Regions from separate parts of the Mus musculus genome. Here region 2 is linked to region 1. Evidence: chromatin contacts called from public HiChIP or PLAC-seq data. All regions are on one chromosome and are shown on one strand. Each heading gives the region's core, a stretch centred on a gene start, on an enhancer-like site or on the middle of the called end of the contact. The rest is flanking DNA. Distances are from core to core; before and after follow the strand shown.

Region 1 (3,568 bases), core at 977-3,476:
AGCAAGCAAACACATCTATGAAACTACCAACCAATGATAGCAATTTCTCAGTGACTCAAAACATAAAGAATAAACTGAAAAGGAATACCCAGGGCACTGAGACAAATTGACTTTCATTCCCTCCTGAATGGGAAATCTAGTGGCCAGTACAGGGGCAGGTTAAGCAGTGTGTTTGTGTCAACCCATTTTTATGACCATGCTTATATTTTACCAAGATAGGCTGCAGATAGAATGATGCTCCATACTTAGTGGCAACTCATACGTCAGTTAAAACAAAGACTCTTAGAATGTGTGGAATCCTTGCTCCTGCAATGGCCAGGTAAGTAATGTGCAGTTTTCATTTCCACATCTGAAAAGGGGGCATCTGTCACCTCTATCATGCCAGTGCAAAGCGAAACCAGTGACCGTTGTTTGTGGTAGAAAGCAGTCATGACTTCCCTCAATTCACATAGGCTCTGCCTCTGGCCTTGTCAACATATGGGAGTTCTTTACATACAACTGTCTAACTCTGTTGTTTGAATTCTAAAGAAAAACTTTCTCCTAACTACCCCAAATAAAATACAAATACATATATGAATGAATGATCTGAGCTATATATGTATATGTACTTGCTTGATGTTTATATATTTGATTATGTATAATCATATTTTATTTGAAATATGTGATTTTTGAAAATATTATATATATTCACATGTTATTTTCTTAAAATCCTCAACCAGAACTGAAAGGTAGGAAAATCTCACTAAAAATAAAGTGATTTTTTTCCCCCTACTTTCCAAAACACCTCCCTTATCCACACCATCCTTACTCACTGGTTCTCTGTCATTACCACACTAATGTTGACAATGCTGGTCCAGCTGTATTCATACAAGGTTTCAACAAAGATTTTATGAGCAAATGTATCTACCAGGCACTGTGTGAGATCTTTTCACTAAGAGGATCATTACAACAATGATAAAAGAAAACTGTCACTATACCCATCTACCAGTTGAAATTCAGAGTCGCCTAAAATCTCATGGCCAAGAAAGGGCTCAAGTGACATGGAAACATAGTGTCATCTCACTATGACACCTCAGGAGCCTTTCACATCCAGAGGCTTCTTGCATTGTTTGTCCTTCCCACCACTCCTTGTACACCAGAAACCCCTAATTTTCAGCACGTTATGTGATAACTCCAAGAGTGAGGCCACATTTTTTTCTCTACCTCTACTGATGAACAAAGACAACATCATGTTTTAAACACATTAGTCAAACTGAAGAAAGAGGGGAAAAAAATCCCCCTGGCTTAAGTAACGTCACACCCTTAAAATCAAGGACATAGTGTGGTGTGTGTGTGTGTGTGTGTGTGTGTGTGTGTGTGTGTGTGTGTGTTTAAAGCATATTTTCAATTTTATCATTCCCAAAGTACACTTGTCAAGGTAAAAGATAACAAAACATATTTTTAAAGTATGTTAGCTTGACTCTAAGAGATGATAAAGGATATTAAGACAGAGAATTAAGTCTTTCAAAGAAAAGTATCCGAATGGTGGAATCAGACCAAGGATGAGATGAAAGGTTCCAAGTAATAAATAATAAAATACTGCTTCTAAATGGTCCCAGTTTCTCTTGACCTAAATCAAAATTCTAAAGGTTGATAGTTTCCTTTCTTACATTTTAAGTAGGCACAAACCTTAGTGTATAAGCATACATATTTATATTATACATAGTACATAAGGTAATATATAATACAACATGATACCTAACATACTCTATGTAAGAATATATATAACCATAAATGTAACAGCAAACAAATCAGACTGAGCTTGCTCAGTCTTGTAGATTACAGAGCTCTCGCATCTACAGATGTTTTCCTTGCAATATACATGCAGTTTGACTCGGATTCAAAGCAGACTGACCTGAAATAGTTGCTGGCTGCAGCAAGCACCACTCGATGGCAAGAGAATTCCTGAACATCCACACACAAGATGACGTCTGTCAAAGCATTTTCCTCTCTCAGCGTCTCCAGGCCGTTCTGAAGAATTAAAGAAAGTCTCGTGTCGTCAAATTTTACCTTCTCCCCAGTTAATATTTCCACCAAGTCTCCCCTTTTCTGGGAGGACTTGTCTGTAGTCAGTGCTAAGGGTCCTTCCAAGCTCCTCTCTACCACATCGCTCATGGTGCAGGCGCCTCTTTGTCCTGCCATCAACGTCTAGACTAAAGGAGCTGCCAAGTTTCGGGGAGGTCACACTGCAGAAGCTGAACGGATTTCCTGCACAGGCCCCTCCACTTATCACCAGCTGTCACACATACATAACAGGAAGTCTCACACTTTCTCATCCTGTTACTACAAACACCACCAACTCCTCCTCTTCTTTCTGTGGACTGTCACAGGGTTAGGAATGTCTTTGAGTGGGTGCGTAGATCAGGGATCTGGTGGGGGTGGGGGGGGGGGGGAAGGTAGCTTATCTGTGTCTCCCGGGAGTACGGTTTAGTCCTCTCCCACCTCACGCAAACCTCTGCTTCCAGTTATTATCTGTTTACTTATACCTGCATCAACAACTAAGACTTCAGAGAGGAACTGCATAGGGGGACTTCTCTGTCTCCCACTATCTGAGACCCCTTTGGAGCCTTACCTTTCTTCTGAATATCCCTATAAACTTTCTTTCTGAATTTTAGGGCTTCTCTAACACATACCTTCAAATTTCTCCATCTTCCTTCTGCAAATGATTTCCAAGGGCCTAAGAATCACATGCTCAGATTTAATGAAAGCTATGACCATACTCCTGGTATCAGTCTTCTGTATTAGTTACATCGTTCTGATCATATTATCTGACAGAAAAAATATTTAAGGAACAAAAGATTTATTTTGGTCCAGGATATCTGCCCACTATGCCTGGAAGCGGATGGGATAGTGGGTCAGTCTCCAACAATAACACCACGTGGCATATGTTGTTCACATGGTGGTAGCTCAGAAGGGTACCAGTAACCTTCAAAGGCCTTCCCCTAAATGACCTAATTATACAAATTAGGCTGTACTTCATAAAGGTTCCATAGCCTCCCTAATAACACCAGTTGACAAATAAACGTTCAAGACATAGGCTTATGGCATGACATTTCAGGTTCAAATCATAAAAATGCTTCTAACTATATCCTCTGGTAATGCTGAAAACAATACACAATGACATGAGCCTCTTCATGACAACTTATACCATACTCTCTCAAATTATAGACATAAGGCCAAAACTGCTCTAGCTCCTTACCTCCTCCCAAACACACACACAATAAAATAAAATTCAGTTTCTCATTCATGAGTGTATCTACCAAACTCCTTATTGTTTTATATTTATTTTTCACATGCCTTAAAAACTACTAATGAGGCCATCATTGGGAAGAGAGGCCCCTTGGTCTTGCAAACTTTATATGCCCCATTTCAGGGGAACACCAGGGCCAAGAAGTGGGAGTGAGTGGGTAGGGGAGCAGGGCGGGGGGAGAGTATAGGGAACTTTCGGGGTAGCATTTGAAATGTAAATAAAGAAAATATCTAATTAAAAAAAAAATGAATGTAGCCAGATAGGAATGAGATGTAGACC
Region 2 (4,181 bases), core at 1,315-3,814, 94 kb after region 1:
AGCTGGGGCAGAGAAGGACAGACTGGATCTTGATAGCTGAGATTGCTTTATTGGAACAGTGAAGGGCCTCTTTTTGCAGGGTAAAGGCTGAGCACATCTGGAAAAGCTGGGACATGAATATATATACATGTACACATATACAGGCAGCTACCAAAAGATACAGCTATTTTTATTTGTTTGTTTGTTTGTTTGTTTGTGATTTGACTGGGAGCAGTATGGATTGTTTTCTATTCTTAGGCATATTGTTTCTGCAGGTAGAGCTGAATGACCAGTCAGGCAAAGATAAGCCTATAATTCTTTATGACTAGCAACTACTGCCCAGTACAACATAACTCAATTTCTCATGACCCTATGCAATTTACTATCCATGACTTACTAAAATTACTACCATGCCCACTACAAAGGTGAGCAGGTATCATAAAGTAAAGAAGACAAAAAGAGTAGAGCTAGACATGTCAGACTTTCTTCCCCTCTCAGATGCCTGCAAGGCCCAAATTAGATCCTATCTTGCCTATGTTCCATATACCAGCTTCCTGAGTTCAAATTGGAATATATAGTTATTTTATTAAGAAAAAATTGTTTCTAGTTATGATAGCACACATCTTTCATCTCAGCACTTTAGAGCCAAAGGCAAGGAGATTTTGCATAGCAAGTTCCAGGACAGAACAGTCAGGATTACATAGAGAGACCTTGTGTCAGAAAGAAAGAAAGAAAGAAAGAAAGAAAGAAAGAAAGAAAGAAAGAAAGAAAGAAAGAAAGAAAGGAAGGAAGGAAGAAAGAAAGAAAAAAAGAAAGAGAGAGAGGGAGAGGAAGGGAGGGAGGGAGGGAGGAAGGAAGGAAGGAAGGAAGGAAGGAAGGAAGGAAGGAAGGAAGGAAGGAAGGAAGGAAAGAGGGAGTAGTGAAAATTACAAAATATATTTTTGCTAAGAATTTTTTTAAATATAATGAAAAGAAAGAGACCACCATTCCAACTGAAGTGTCTAGACAAAGCAAACTTTACTCTTGATCAAGAGGATGTTATCAGGAAGGGCAAACACATAGCAAGACAGGAAGTGCATTTGGTTGTTATTCTAATACAGGTAGTAACTTTCTTTTCCCCATTGCCTGGGGTCCAACCTCACAGTCTTACTCCATTGGCTAGTCTAAAGAAAGCTGGTACATAGGGAATGAAGGAAGGAGGGGAAAGGAGTCCCAAGCCACCAAATTCCTAGAGCAGGGGGCCTTTGATTAAACAAGGGTTTTCCTGGGAGGATTAATGCTATTTTAAGTCTTAAATGGTGGAAAGACAAAAAAGACCTTAATTCCTTGTCCTAAACACAAGTTTTATAGTATTGGGTAGAAAAGACTCATGTTTGATAATTCTTACATATGTCTGAGGATTTGTCCTGCATGTTATGTCTATGCACCATGAGCATGCCTGGTGCCTGCAGAGGCCAGAAAATGACTTCAGATCCCTTGGAACTGGAGTTACAGTTGTGAGCTGCCATGGGGGTCCTGGGAATCAAACCTGGGTCCTCTGCAAGGACAGCCAATGCTCTTAACTGCTGAGCCAACTCTCTAGCCCCAAGATTTTGGTGGGGGTTTTTTTTGTTTGTTTGTTTGTTTTTGTTTTTTTAAATAGAAATGCTCTTGGATAAGAAAGTATTTTAGATTGTAAATTAGTTTTGTCCTAAAGTGAAAGATTTTTCCAAACTGGAAAAGAAAAAAATGAGGATACAGTTAGAAGTTAAGGTACCTGATAAACACATCTTAAAACTTATTTTAGTGGACAGATATCTATTTGTAAAATTCAATCTATTGTACAAACTTTTAATTTTGTCTGTGAACTTAAGTCTATAGACTGATGGTTAAATGAACAAATGGCTCTGAGAAATTGCCAACATTGAGTAAAGCTTTCTGTTGCCTTAGCCAAAGACACCCCTATCCCTTCTCCTAGGAACATCAGTAGTCTCCTTATACAAGTGTCTTTTGGAGGGTTGGTCTATTGTATTGCTAAGTGTGGGCTTGGAGTCTGCACATAGACCTGTAACCCTTCTCCCAAGTTATTTCTGATTGATAAATAAAGATGCCAACAGCCAATAGCTGGGCAGAAGAAACATAGGTGGGGTTTAGGTTTCCAGGATATGAAGTTCAGGGAGGGACCAAGAGAAAGAAGAAAGTGCAGGAGGAAAAAAGAAGCCACCATGGGTTAGGAGTCAAGAAAATGTGGCCCTGATATATACCACATCAGAGTCCCTTTAACCTGTAGTGAATGGACCCTCTCCGATACTTCTAACCAACCCTGTACCACAAAATTTCATGAAATAAACTCTTAGATTTATATATCTCACCACAAATTTGGGCCAGCTCCCTCTCAGAGCACATATGTACAAATGTAATGTCAGAATTGTCTGTGAGTCCCTGGCTGAAATGCAGGATTTCTTACCTATCAAGTGAGCCAATGACTATTAGTACCAAACACATCTGTTCCAGCTTCCTGCCTGGGCATGAGACCCAGCTGCAGACTCTGTGCTGTGAAACTACTCTATCTCTAGAGGCTATGAGAAGAGACTTTCACTTCTGCCAAGTGCTCCCTGAGTCCCAGGTGTTTGTGGCTGGTGCTGGGACCCAAACTCCCCTGTGACCCTCCCTGTCCTACCATACTTTCACCCCTCTGTCTGTCTACATGACATTAACAACTCTTACAATATGTCCCTCAGTCCCTCGTGTTCCATCTCAGTGTCTTCTTAACCATCCCACTCTAGCCAAAACCTAACACTCACATACTCATTGGATGACACTTGGGTTTAACTACATCAACACCTGAGAGCTTAAGCAGGTAGACTCAAAACCTCTCTAACATTTAGTAGGGAAGATTCTATTACTCCTCTCACTAGTCATGCTTTTGTTTAAAACACCTTACTTACTCAGGGCCCGGCCTTATCTGAATAGACTGTCCTTGTTTAAGAAGATTCAAATTTTTTATTAGTTTCATAAAAAATTCTTTCTTTATTAGGTTTTGATAGGTTACTTCTCCGAAGGTGAAATGAGTTGATACAAGCCAGATTATATTAGATTAAATACAGATTTAGTGGGAAGCTGCTCTCAAGTGAGTTCATGGCCCCAAGGACCAAGGAGGGAAGTCACCATGGGAAGAAAGGTGGAGAGAAAAAGAGAAAGGGCCTCTGTGTGTGTGTGTGTGTGTGTGTGTGTGTGTGTGTGTGTGTGTGTGTGTGTGTGTGTGTAGAGGAGAAGGGGGAAAAAGAGGAAGAGGAGAGAGAGGAGAACCAAAAATGTCTGGATTATATAGGGAAGAACCACTGGGATTAGGGCAGCTGACCCAGCCTCTGGGCTGGAAAGTTCAGGGTTGGGGACAAGGTATGCCAGGTAGGGACTGAGGGATGCTGAGAGAACCTGGAAGCCAGGACTGCTTTGATATGTAAAATATGCACCTCCATGCCTTGTCCTAGGGGTCTGAAACCAAACAAGTATCATTTGGGCTGTTTCCTTTTTTTAAAAATGAACCATTAATTTACTTTATGTATATGAGTACACTGTAGCTGTCTTCAGACACATCAGAAGAGGGCATCAGATCTTATTTCAGGTGGTTGTGAGCCACCATGTGGTTCCTGAGAATTGAACTCAGGACCTCTGGAAGAGCAGTCATTACTCTTAACTGCTAAGCCATATCTCCAGCCCACCTCATCTCCCCAATTTGGACTGCTTTCAATTCCAGATTTTAAATTGGCAAAAACTTACTTTAAATCTCCCCAAAAGAATTCATTTTGTGGTACATCTTTTTTTTTTTTAATCTAATCTCTCAGAACTAAAACTAAACTTCTTCCAAGTAACAAAGAGGGAGAAATATTAACTGAGTCCAATCAGTTGGATTACTGTGTTACTGTTGATATTCAAAAAGTTAAGATATAGCTACTGGAGAAATGGCTCAAGAGAATCTGGAATCAGTTCACATCCCTTATTTGGAGACTTATAACTATATTTGATGCCAATATATACAATGCCCTTTTCTAGCCTACATACTGTTAGGGACCTCCTGGCTCACAGACAGCTTCAAAGTGGATCCCTGACCCCACCCCGACCTCCCCCAGCCTGTGAATGACATTTCAGGCTTTGAATGACATTACAGCCTTTCTGGGCACTAACAGTGCTAACAACAGAAGAGATTATGTGGCCCCTTATCA

What was found. HiChIP or PLAC-seq counts read pairs in DNA pulled down with a chosen protein or histone mark.
Region 2: an H3K4me3 HiChIP or PLAC-seq map of the 230-238 cell line shows a contact between it and region 1, with 28 read pairs. The contact joins the enhancer-like site here to the promoter of Klhl6 in region 1. A contact is called at or near these places in 6 of 39 promoter capture datasets (the C10 cell line, the SN4741 cell line, cranial neural crest and 3 more), 1 of 15 datasets of contacts at CTCF or cohesin (CD8 T cells), 8 of 484 Hi-C or Micro-C datasets (CD8 T cells, bone marrow-derived macrophages, centroblasts and 4 more), 6 of 115 datasets of contacts at active chromatin or transcription factors (the 230-238 cell line, bone marrow-derived dendritic cells, bone marrow-derived macrophages and 2 more) and 2 of 9 other capture datasets (adipose tissue and liver).

Annotation. Positions count from the first base shown.
Region 1 is chr16:19,980,823-19,984,390 of GRCm38.p6, forward strand. It overlaps Klhl6 (kelch-like 6), which reads right to left and starts at 2,227. Exons shown (of 7, transcript NM_183390.3): 1 at 1,895-2,227. The coding sequence starts at 2,181.
Region 2 is chr16:20,074,312-20,078,492 of GRCm38.p6, forward strand. No RefSeq gene overlaps it. Among named protein-coding and RNA genes, the nearest start is that of Klhl24, 21 kb to the right of the region's middle. Within about 2 kb of position 2,565, at least 25 of the 459 cell types and tissues checked have an H3K27ac peak or open chromatin away from gene starts, as enhancers often do. A contact at or near this core is called in the 230-238 cell line, centroblasts, pre-B cells and 2 more, where this site is marked.